Regions from separate parts of the Mus musculus genome. Here all the other regions are linked to region 2. The links are chromatin contacts, called in public Hi-C maps. All regions are on one chromosome and are shown on one strand. The core of a region is the stretch at or near the end of the contact, and the rest is flanking DNA. Distances in the headings are between cores, read along the strand shown.

Region 1 (3,510 bases), core at 611-3,110, 3.6 Mb after region 2:
GATACACTCTATTTCCAACCTCAAACCTTAAGACTAAAACTGATTTCCTCCTTCGAAAAGTTAAAACCTGAATACTTGGAAAAAAGTGTATTTTGTATGTATCCCCCAAACTGCTAAACATACAGATATGACAAGAAAATGGTAACAATACCAGGTGTCTCCCTCAACTGAAAGAGTCAGTGGACCAGGCAGGTTTCTAGATCATCCCCCTGAACAACAGTTTGGGTAAGACTATCATAATCTAAAGTAATGAAGAAACGTTAGCTTACTTGATGGTACTCAAAAGCACCAGGGAAAGACAGTAGTGGGATAAAAGCATAAAATAATAAATAATATTCTTCATATAGATAGGAGTGTTTTTTCACGTCTGTGGAGAATATCATTAGTCTCTCACTGACCTGGTACACTCAACATAACAATCTTTGAAATGGATTTTAAGTTTGTCTAAGTTTAACCAAATATACAAAATTGTATCACTATTCTACCACAGTAAAAAGCTAGTAATATTTTGTTATTATAGTTGTTTTAAATGTTATAGTAAATTACTCGAATTATTAAGGTAAATTTAAGACTGGCCTAAAGAAATTTGCAGTACCAGAAATAGAAAATCTATAAGGAAAATAGCCTTTGATGTTTGTAAAACTTTCAATATAATCAAAGGTCTTTTCTTTCTTAATTTACAGCCTAAAAGCCACAAAAGTTATTTACAACACGAAAATATAGCTCTAATTAATAAAAGTCAGTACATCTAGCTTAAGACATAACACATCACAAACAGTACTGAAATGCATTTTTCTTTGGAGGTTGTCCCAAAGGAAGTCTAGCTGTCAGAAAGAGGTACAAGGGCTGACAAAAGCAATCACGGGCTATCACTCTTTCTTTAGCTACACCGAAGTCTTTAACTATAAAAACATATGCTGTATCACTGAACAGCACAGGATGGCACTGGACCACTTCTTTCGGAGTAAAACTCGTTAAGGTTGCGGGGAGATTCTCAAAAAAAAAAAAAAAAAAAAAAAAAAAAGTTCTTGCTAGAGGGCCAAAGAGGGTTTTGAAACGCTAAAGGTCTGCTCCGCACGATCCTGACAATTACTAGTTGGCTGGGCCAGGACTCTCCCCGCACCCCAGGCCACGTCCCGCGCGGTCTCTAAAGAGAAAGTCCGACTGGCAACCATGACTTCCTTCGCTGAGTCCAACCGGCGAGGGGCTCACGGGCCAAACGAGCCGAGGAGAAATGGTGGGCTTGGGACGACCCCCGCCCCCACTGCCCTGCCCACCCCACCCACGCAGCCGAGGGGGCTCAGTGCACCCCAGCCAAGCCAGGCTGGCAGCTCCGCCGCCCAGCACGCACACGCCCGCGGGGCCCCCGGCGCCGTCCTCCGCGACTCGGGCCCACCCCCAGGGGTCCCGGCGCCATTTAGTTCCTCCAGCCCGCCGCCATTTTCCGCCCCCACCGGCTCGCCGCTGCGCCCCAGGGATCGCTCGGGAGTTCCAGCCGCCAGCGGCCGCTTGAGCCGGCGACGGAGACCGCGGGCGCGGCGTGCGGGGCCTGCCGCGGCGGCTAAGCGAAGCCCGGACTCCGACCCCGCCCGCGGCACCCAGCCGGCGACAGCCAAGGCCCGCGAAGGGGCCGGCTCGGCCGCACTGGGCGGAGCGGCTGCGGCGGAGGCCCGGACCTGAAGGTTCCATCGCACTTACTTCCTGTTTTGGGTCCGGGCACTTTGGAAGAACCAGGATGGAGGCTCCAAAAAATACCAGGATGGAGGAAGCAGCCGCGGGAGAGAGTGGCTGCAGCTGGGGTGAGCGAGCGCAACCAGCCACCGGAAACGGAGCCGCGAGGCCGCGCCCCGCCCCCGCCCTCCCAGCACCCCCCCTGCGGCCCGCCTCTCCTGGGGGGCGGGCCCGCGCGCCACCCCCGACGTCACTTCCGTCTGCGTCGGCAAGCTGATGGGTTGCTGCGGAATCGAGCGCCATTCTCAGCGAGCGATAGGGTCGGACGGTCGCCGTCGAGCTGTGGCGGGTGATAGACGTAAAGGAGGGTCTTTCCCTTGGCAGGCGTCTGCACCATCTGTCTTTTAGTTTCCGCAATCTCCGAAGCGAAGAGGGAGCGGTGTGTCTCTATAATTCTTGTGAAAGGTGACCTCCGTGAGTGTGACCTCGCTTTTAGGAGACTACAGTTCTTTATGCATTTAAAGTTCAGTGCTGGTAGCTATGCCGAGTGCAGCTCTATTTTCTGGATTCTTAGAGATGAACAAAATAGAAGCCCTGTTCCCATGCCAATCTTTAAGAATCAGGTTCATACATGAATAGATGCATTTTGACCATATTTACTCCTTCCTATCCACTCCAACTCCTCCCCGTGTTTTCCCTGACATGCCCCCGACTCAAATTCATGTCCTATTGTAGGGGTGTATTTCTGGGTACACACATGTAGCCCAGATGTACTTCAGTGTAGGGCTGCGCCCCGCTTGGACGTGGGAAAACAATCTGATCTCTTCAGGAAGGAAGTTGACTCTTCCTCAGCAGTCTTGACTGCTTGTAGCTCCCTAGCCAGAGATGGAACCTTGTTCGCCATCCATGCTGGAATGTGGAGTGGAGTGGTGGTATGCATGGGACCACAGCTGCTGAGTGGTGGGTGTTAAAACAGAAGTCTTCCCATTCCCCTGACTCTTTCAAGTTTTCTGCCCCCCATCTTCAGCAACGCTCCTATACCTTTGGTGTAAGGATTGCATTATAAAAACCCACTTAGGGATAGGCATTCTACAGTCACTTAACTGCACACTGGTCAGATGTGGTTTTCTGCCATAAACACTGCTACAAAAAGTGCAGACTCTATGATGAGAACATCAAAAAAGTTGCCTTTTGCCCCATGCTGGGCACAATTGTTCGAACCTATTAATTTCAGCAGAGAAGAGGTTGAGGCAGAAAGAAGACTGGATTTTGAGGCAGTGTTGGCTACATAGAACACATCTCAACCAAACCAAACCAACCCAAAAGTTCTAAGATACACAATTCTGAGCATTGGGGTTCCTATTGGTGTTGCTTTTATGATTCAGCAGATACACGTTATACTTTGCTTTCCTTTCACTACTAGTGATACACAAAGTCCCATTCCTAATCAAGAAGCTGTTTGCAAATGGTAGATCTGGGGAAAGGGAAAATCATTTTTTCCCCCCAGGGGAGTGAAATTAGATGTATCAGGCATACTCTTAAATCAAGCAAGGTTCATAGGAGTTGATGGCCAATGCAATTTGGAATCACAAGTTTTTTACAGCAGCTTTATTCACATTTGCCAAAACATGCAACCAACCAAGAGGCTAACCAGGAGGTGAATGAATAAACAAGCAGGCACATCTATTCAACAGAACTTTATTTGGCACTAAAGTAGTGAAGAATTAAAATATATGTTACGTAGTAAAGAAAAATCATCCAAAAATTGATGTATGCTAAGACTATGCCATTCTGATTGTCTTATTTTTCTACTGTTATGAAGAGACACCATGGTGAAGG
Region 2 (3,281 bases), core at 15-2,514:
CTACCGTGTCATAAGGAGCACGGTGAAAGAAAGCACCATGCAGTTGCCTTGGAATGAAAAGAAATGCACTGTTTTCTAAAATGTTTAAAAGACGGTATTTACCATAAAACCAGACAAAACTAATCTGCTCTGTACAACCTAAAATTTGCAACTAGTATGTCCTTTTTAGTTTATGTTGTGTGGTATCTATCGTCCTTGGCTCAACCTGCCATTTGGTATGTTTTCATATCTCTAAAGAGGAGTGACTTCCTGTTGGAATACTAGTTAACTCAAACAGGTAGGATGAGTGAAAAACTCATAAACGCCTGGCAGCTTCCTGGATCCAGGCGTTTATCGCTGGCCCTATTACAGTAATTATGCAGGATGTGGCCTGGGTGCTGATTTCCATCGAGGTTCCCCACCTCCCATCTACGATTCTTGAGTTGTTATCAATCAAGATTGTTGCTTCGAAGTCAGAAGGGCTCGTTTTACAATCAATGACCCCAATCGGACCCCTGGGCAACCTTTGCCATGAGGTCACCTGGCATAGCAGTTCTGCAGTGAAGACTAGCCCCTTCGCAGAGCAGGGCAGTGTCGAGGGACAGCAGCAGCCAGATCGGCACGTCCGGGTGGGAGCCGCGTCCTCAGGAGACCCCGAGCGGCCGAGCCTGGCAAAGGGGGGGCGGCTGCGCCCAGCCAATGGCGTGAGCCCTCCCCGGGCGCACGCTCGCCGCTCGCCCACCCCTGCCCGGTGCGTGGGGAGAGCGAGCAGGTCAGCGTTACACAACCAGCGCCGTCAGCCGCTGGGTCCAAAATAGCAGCCAGCTCGCAGCTCGCAGCTCGCACCCCCGCCCGCCCCCAGCCCTCGGCTGCCCCGGCAACGCGGCTCCACACTCCTCGGAGGGGACGAAAACGTTGTAAACGCGGTACCAAATACCTCCTCGGCCACTTTTCCACGTCCACCCATGTGGGCAACCTTTCAAATGCCGACTCGCCGCCGCTTCGCCGTTTCACGCAACACCTTCAACTACTTGCAAAAGACTCGGAAACGGGAGCGTCCCTGACCACACCTACCGGCTCCTCACGGCTCGGGCATCCCGCTCACCCACTCCGAGCCGCGGCTCCTTGGTCTCCCTCCGCTGCCGCGGAAGTGCGTTCTGGCGAAGCCGCCCCGGAGGCTTCAGGGAACCAGTCAGGCTCTCCCCTGGCTCCGCTCGGGAATACCTTGGCTGCCGGGAACTACAGTTCCTAGCATCCATCGGGCCGCTGGCCGCGGGCCAATTCCTGAGACCACCTCCTTCTTCCGGGTCCCGCCTCCCTCGTTTCCTCTTGCACCTTATTAGGGATAGGTTTACGGCTTGCTTTAGAATGCTCTCAATCACACGCATGAGGGACAAATTTGAGATTCGTTTGGTTACTCAATCAAAAGTTGTTCATTAAGTGCAAAAAAAAAAAAAAAAAGGTCTAACTCCATAGCCACACAAATTTACAAGGGGCACTTTGCTTGTTACTTCTGGGGTTAACTATAGGCAAAAGATACCCTACTGCAGCAAAATTCCATACATAAAACTAATTATTAAGTATTCTAATTTGACTCTTCTACACATCAGCTATCCTCTCTCGTCTTCTCTGATATGTGCATCCTGTGCAGATAAATATGTCAAAGGACTCATACACAGTATTTAAGTTAAAAAGAGCAAAAATGATGCCTGTGAATTCCAGTTGATTCCATCGCACTATATACATACACACAAATAGAGAAACAAAAACTGTCGATGTTGACAACTCTTTTCTTTAATTATCTTTTTTTTTTCTTATTCACTTTATATCCTGAACACTGCCCCTATCCCCATCAACCCCCTCTCCTGAGTCGGGGAGCCCTCTCGACCCCCCAACCCTGGCACTTCAATTCTCTGTGAGGCTAGGCACTTCCTCTCCCACTGAGGCCAGACAAGGCTGCCCAGCCAGGTACGTAGCCCAAGTACAGGCAACAGCTTTGAGGTAGCTCCTACACCAGTTGTTTGGGGCCCACATATGAGCTGGAAGGCCTAGGTCCAGCCTGTGTTTGTTCTTTGGTTGGTGGTTCAGACTCTGAGAGCCCCAAGGGTCCAGGTTAGTTAACTCCATTGGTCTTCCTGTGGAGTTCCTATCTCCTTCAGGGCACAGCAATCCTTCCTCCTATTCTCCAGTAAGAGTCCCCAAGCTCTGGAGACTGTTTGGCTGTGGGTGTCTGCGTCTGTCTGAGTCAGCTTCTGATTGGAGTCTCTCAGAGAGCAACCATGCTAGGCTCCTGTCTGCAAACATAACAGAGTATCATTAATAGTGTCAGGGATTGTTGCTTGCCTATGGGATGGTCTTTGCTCCATCACCTGTGCCTGCATTCCTTGTAGACAAGATAAATTTTGGGTTGAAAGTTTTATGTGTGGATCGGTGTCTCTATCACTCCACCAGGGTTCCTGTCTCGCTACAGGAAGTAAGCTCTTCAGATTCCAAATCTCCATTGCTGTCACAGCTAAGGTCACCCCCATAGAATTCTTGGGCGCCTCCCATATCCCAGGCCTCTGTGATGACAAGTTTTTTATTATTTAATTTTTTCATACAAATATTGATTATATTTCCCTCTCCCCCAACTCCTTTCAGATCTTTCTCACCTCCCTACCCACCCAACTTCATGTTATTTATCAAACATACAAAACTCAATAAAGCAAACAAAAAGTCCCAAACCAAATCTAATCAAGAAGACGTGGAGTCTTGATTGCAGTAGCCAACTGCTCCTGTGGTTGATGTCCTTTTGGATAAAACTGATCTCTTTCCTAGTAGGTATCAATTGCAAAGAACCTCTAGGCTAGGGAACAACTTTTGAATCTAAGCAAGTACACACTTTTTTTTGTATACTATTCATTTAAATGGTCTGTAGCTTCTCACTTGCAATTTCTCAAAAAAGGATACTCAATTCTCAGAGTTGACAGGACTGTAAACGATCCCACCCCATTCTTGTTTGACTCTGCCCTGCTGTTACCTTGGACAAGAAGACCCGCTGTGTTTTATGGTCTCCATCTGTAGAACAGTGTGTTTGTGCCAGAAAATCATGAAAATTAAATTAATCTAAATCTTATAAGAAGGAAAACATAGAAAAGCACAACAGTACCTCACATATAACAAGGACTTGGCTAATGATACTTTCCATTTTGTGTTGCTATAGTAACAACTGGACTTTTACTCAAAAAGGGAGAAAAGTCTATTATCTGTCCACTGCTATCCTCTTCTCATGATGGCCATATTGCTTCAGATGGTGAACGAGT
Region 3 (3,361 bases), core at 805-3,304, 3.6 Mb after region 2:
AACACTCCCTGTGAGGCCATGGGGCCATTTTCATATAAACTACCACAAAGGTCAAAATTTGAAAACTGCAGTTCCCAAGGAAAGAGGCTCCCGTATCAGGGAGAGAAATTTTAATTCCGGGAAGAAGGCTGACAGACTTTAGTAAAAACAAAAATTTTAGTTTAAAAATACGTTGTTTGGGAGCCTGGAAAGATGACTCAGCATTTAAGAGCGCTCACTACTCTTGTAGCGGACCTAATTTTGGATCCCAGCACCGATGGTTGGGTGGCTTTCAGCTGCTTGTAACTCCATATTGAAGGAAATTCACACCCTTCTGGCCTCCTTGGCTGGAAGCACATATGTGGAAGCACATGCATGCACATGCACACACACAGTTAATAAAATCTTTTGAAATATGTCATCTAACTCTAACTGGCATTAGAGATGTTTGTGAACCACATGCAGATGCTAGGAAACAAACCTAGGCCCTCAGCAAAAGCAATAAGCATGCTTAGCTGATGAGCAGTCCCTGAAAGTTTTAGTAGTTTTTGGTGAACCAAAGTAATATTTTCCCGAGGAGCCAGTGAGGTTTCTGGTTTGAAAACAATTATGTACAAGTAGAACCAGGAGAGAGTTACTCTGTTCAGTCGACAGAACGATTTCTGCCCGGCCTGTGACCTAAATATGAATATTCTAAATGCTTCCTCCCCACCCAGTCACCACAGCAGCAGAGCACAGAGGTGAATATAATTTCCAAATATGTATGTTACCTATTTTACTATAAAACGTTGCCTATATGTTCTCTTGTTTCTCAAATAACTATACTTTAAAAAATATACTTGTATTTAAAGTCTTTATTTTTTCCCAGAATAATATTTCCAGAACTTTAACCTTTCAGAATTTTAGACTTTATGGATTTTGATTTGACTGTATATCAAATTTGGTATTATGGCATCTTTTGGGGTTGTTGACCAAGGCCCATAATTACTGTGTTATTTTGGTGGATAGTTGCTTAGCACACAGCAGATTCTCAAAGTATTGTTAGTTTTTATTTTATTATTTTGAGACAGGGTCTTGCTACTTAGTCTAGACTGTCCCTAATATTCAAAGGATTACAGCCTAGAGCCTCAAAAATATTTTTTGTTGAATGAAACTGAATATAAGTAAGTGAATTAATTTGTAGGACCTTTTAATATGAATCTTTAAATAGAACTTTTAATAGAAGTGGGTGCTGGATTATGTAGTATTGCTGTTGTTAAGGTAAAGTCGCGAGTAAACAGCTAATTTGTAAAACACGTGTAATGATTGGGCAATGGGGATATGTATAATACTTACGTGTACTCAGGGCTGGAAGTTCGTTGTGGTTGTTATTCCATCCCTTGTTCTAAACTGTTGCGTGGCACTGGAACCCATGTCTAGATTCTAAGCGTTCGTGGAGGTATCGCTTCAGCTTAGAGTCTCCTGCACACTAACACTTTCCGAACTTTCTTGAATCTAGCTAGGTATTAGTGTCAGCCCAATCCTATTAGTGTAGTTGTTTGGTTTTTAGCTTTTAGGAAGAACTTCAAATGTAGAGCGACGGTACTTGTGCAGCTTGTCCATTCCATTCAGCTCTCTAAGCCCCAAGACTCCAAAAAGGCCCAAGATGCGAAGCTCTGGCCTGTGGCAGCACCCCCACTGGACCAGGCAACGAAATACCTAACTGTTTATGTAAACTAGGACCTCTTATTCTGTGTGTAATACAGAATAAAACACGCATACACGATTGCCTCCGATACTGTAAAGTGTCCACATCCAAATCCTGGAGTGGTCGAAGCAGGTTGTCGGGTTTTAAGACGCCAAATTCGAGTCGGTCTTCAGAACCCTGCTTTAGCCACTACGTGCACCGCGCAGCCGCCAATTGCCAAGAGGCGGAGAAACGCTTGGCAGCGGGGACCCGCGCCTCGGTGGGACGACCCGCACCTCTGTAAATAAAGCTCTGCAGCCCAGGCGGCGCCTCTGCCCGTGGGATTGGCTGCCTGAGTCGTGACGCGATCTGGGCGGGCCCGACCGGTTTGCGACAGTGGCCGCAGGTCCCGGACCGGAGAGCCCGGGGGGACTCGCCGCACGGCGCCGGCGTCCGGCCGGCGTGTGGGGGCCACGGCTCGGGGTCGCGGCCGCTGCCTGGATCCGCCGCGCGCGCGGCGCGGGACGCCGAGGTCTGGCTTGCGGGCGCAGCCGGGGCTGCGGGGAGCACGGGGGACGGGACGCGAGCGGGCGGATGCGGAGCTCTCAGCCGAGCTAGGGTGGTGTGCGGGGCCGCCCGGCCCGCAACTTCACTCCCGCCGCCCCGCCGCGCGGGGGACTCGCGCCAGGCAAACTTTCTCCCGGTGGAGCCCCGGCCGAGATTGGGGGCGGCGGGCGCGGGCGGGGCGGCGGCCAAGCGCTGTTTGTTTCCTTTCACTTCCCGCGGCGGCCGCTGGAGATGAGGACGGCGGGGCTGGGGCGGAGCGGCCAGGGGCCCCCGGGAGTGACAGTCGCCCCGTCGGGATTTCCCGCCCTCCCCACCCCCCCAGGGCCCGGGCCATGCGTGCGCCGTGAGGGGCGGGCGTCCGGACTTCGCGAGCTGATGCGGACTCGCTTTTGAGCGTCCGGGGACGAGCGAAGCAGCCCTAAAATGGAGGACTTTGCTACCAGGACCTACGGGACCAGCGGCCTGGATAACAGACCTCTGTTCGGGGAGACGTCTGCCAAGGTGAGTGCGGGAGTGGGCCCCGGGCCAGAGTGCGAGAATCCCGCCTCCCTCCACCCCGCTGGCTCCTTGCAGCCTGCCTGGAGGGTACTTGGAAGTGGGAAGAACTGTTCTTGCCGTCCCGCCCCTCTCTTGGGATGTTTGCCCTGCACTCTGCACCAAGAGCAGTTTGGAGTGGAGAAAAGTTCAGAAAGTTCTGGGCAGTTTGTGGGAAGCCCTTACGGAGAGTGCGGAAACCCCACCGTGGAGGGAAAGTCCTGCGAAGGTTGCATAAGCGCACTTTCCAGCTCCACACTTCAGGTGTGCGTCCAGGGCTTTAGTGGTTTCAGGAGTGCATCGAGAGCCCAGGGTTGCTTCTGATGATTGCTTACCTAGAGTTCTTAAGAGGATGAGGATGTGAAGCAGCTCCATGAAGGTGGATGTTGGCCACAATCCCAGGAGGTGATCAAACAAAGGGTCCCAGCTCTCAAATAGGCAGAGGCACTAACCGTTTTCTAGAAGCTTGACTAGATAGAGCCTCTGGCCTGCAGTCAACAAAAGTCTTTCTCTGTACTTAGCGTTAACTTTCTGAAACTTGCTCCCCACCCCCAGCCCCCTTGCCTTGGGGACAATCAAGAAACTCTGTATTCAGCATAAAACTTTCTCAGAAGT

The links. A called contact is a pair of places that touch in the nucleus more often than the background predicts.
Region 1: a Hi-C map of uterus shows a contact between it and region 2, with 6 times the contacts expected there. The contact joins the promoter of Dmtf1 here to the promoter of Cldn12 in region 2. A contact is called at or near these places in 2 of 39 promoter capture datasets (the HPC-7 cell line and cranial neural crest) and 1 of 484 Hi-C or Micro-C datasets (uterus).
Region 3: a contact with region 2 is called in a Hi-C map of uterus, with 4 times the contacts expected there. The contact joins the promoter of Tmem243 here to the promoter of Cldn12 in region 2. A contact is called at or near these places in 1 of 39 promoter capture datasets (cranial neural crest) and 1 of 484 Hi-C or Micro-C datasets (uterus).

What each region holds. Positions count from the first base shown.
Region 1 is chr5:9,159,916-9,163,425 of GRCm38.p6, forward strand. Dmtf1 (cyclin D binding myb-like transcription factor 1) reads right to left here and starts at 1,861. Exons shown (of 18, transcript NM_011806.3): 1 at 1,699-1,861. It overlaps Gm46901 (predicted gene, 46901), which reads right to left and starts at 995. Exons shown (of 1, transcript NR_166570.1): 1 at 1-995.
Region 2 is chr5:5,513,712-5,516,992 of GRCm38.p6, forward strand. It overlaps Cldn12 (claudin 12), which reads right to left and starts at 1,265. Exons shown (of 4, transcript NM_022890.2): 1 at 1,054-1,265.
Region 3 is chr5:9,098,683-9,102,043 of GRCm38.p6, forward strand. It overlaps Tmem243 (transmembrane protein 243, mitochondrial), which reads left to right and starts at 2,055. Exons shown (of 5, transcript NM_001081029.1): 1 at 2,055-2,177; 2 at 2,535-2,713. The coding sequence starts at 2,636.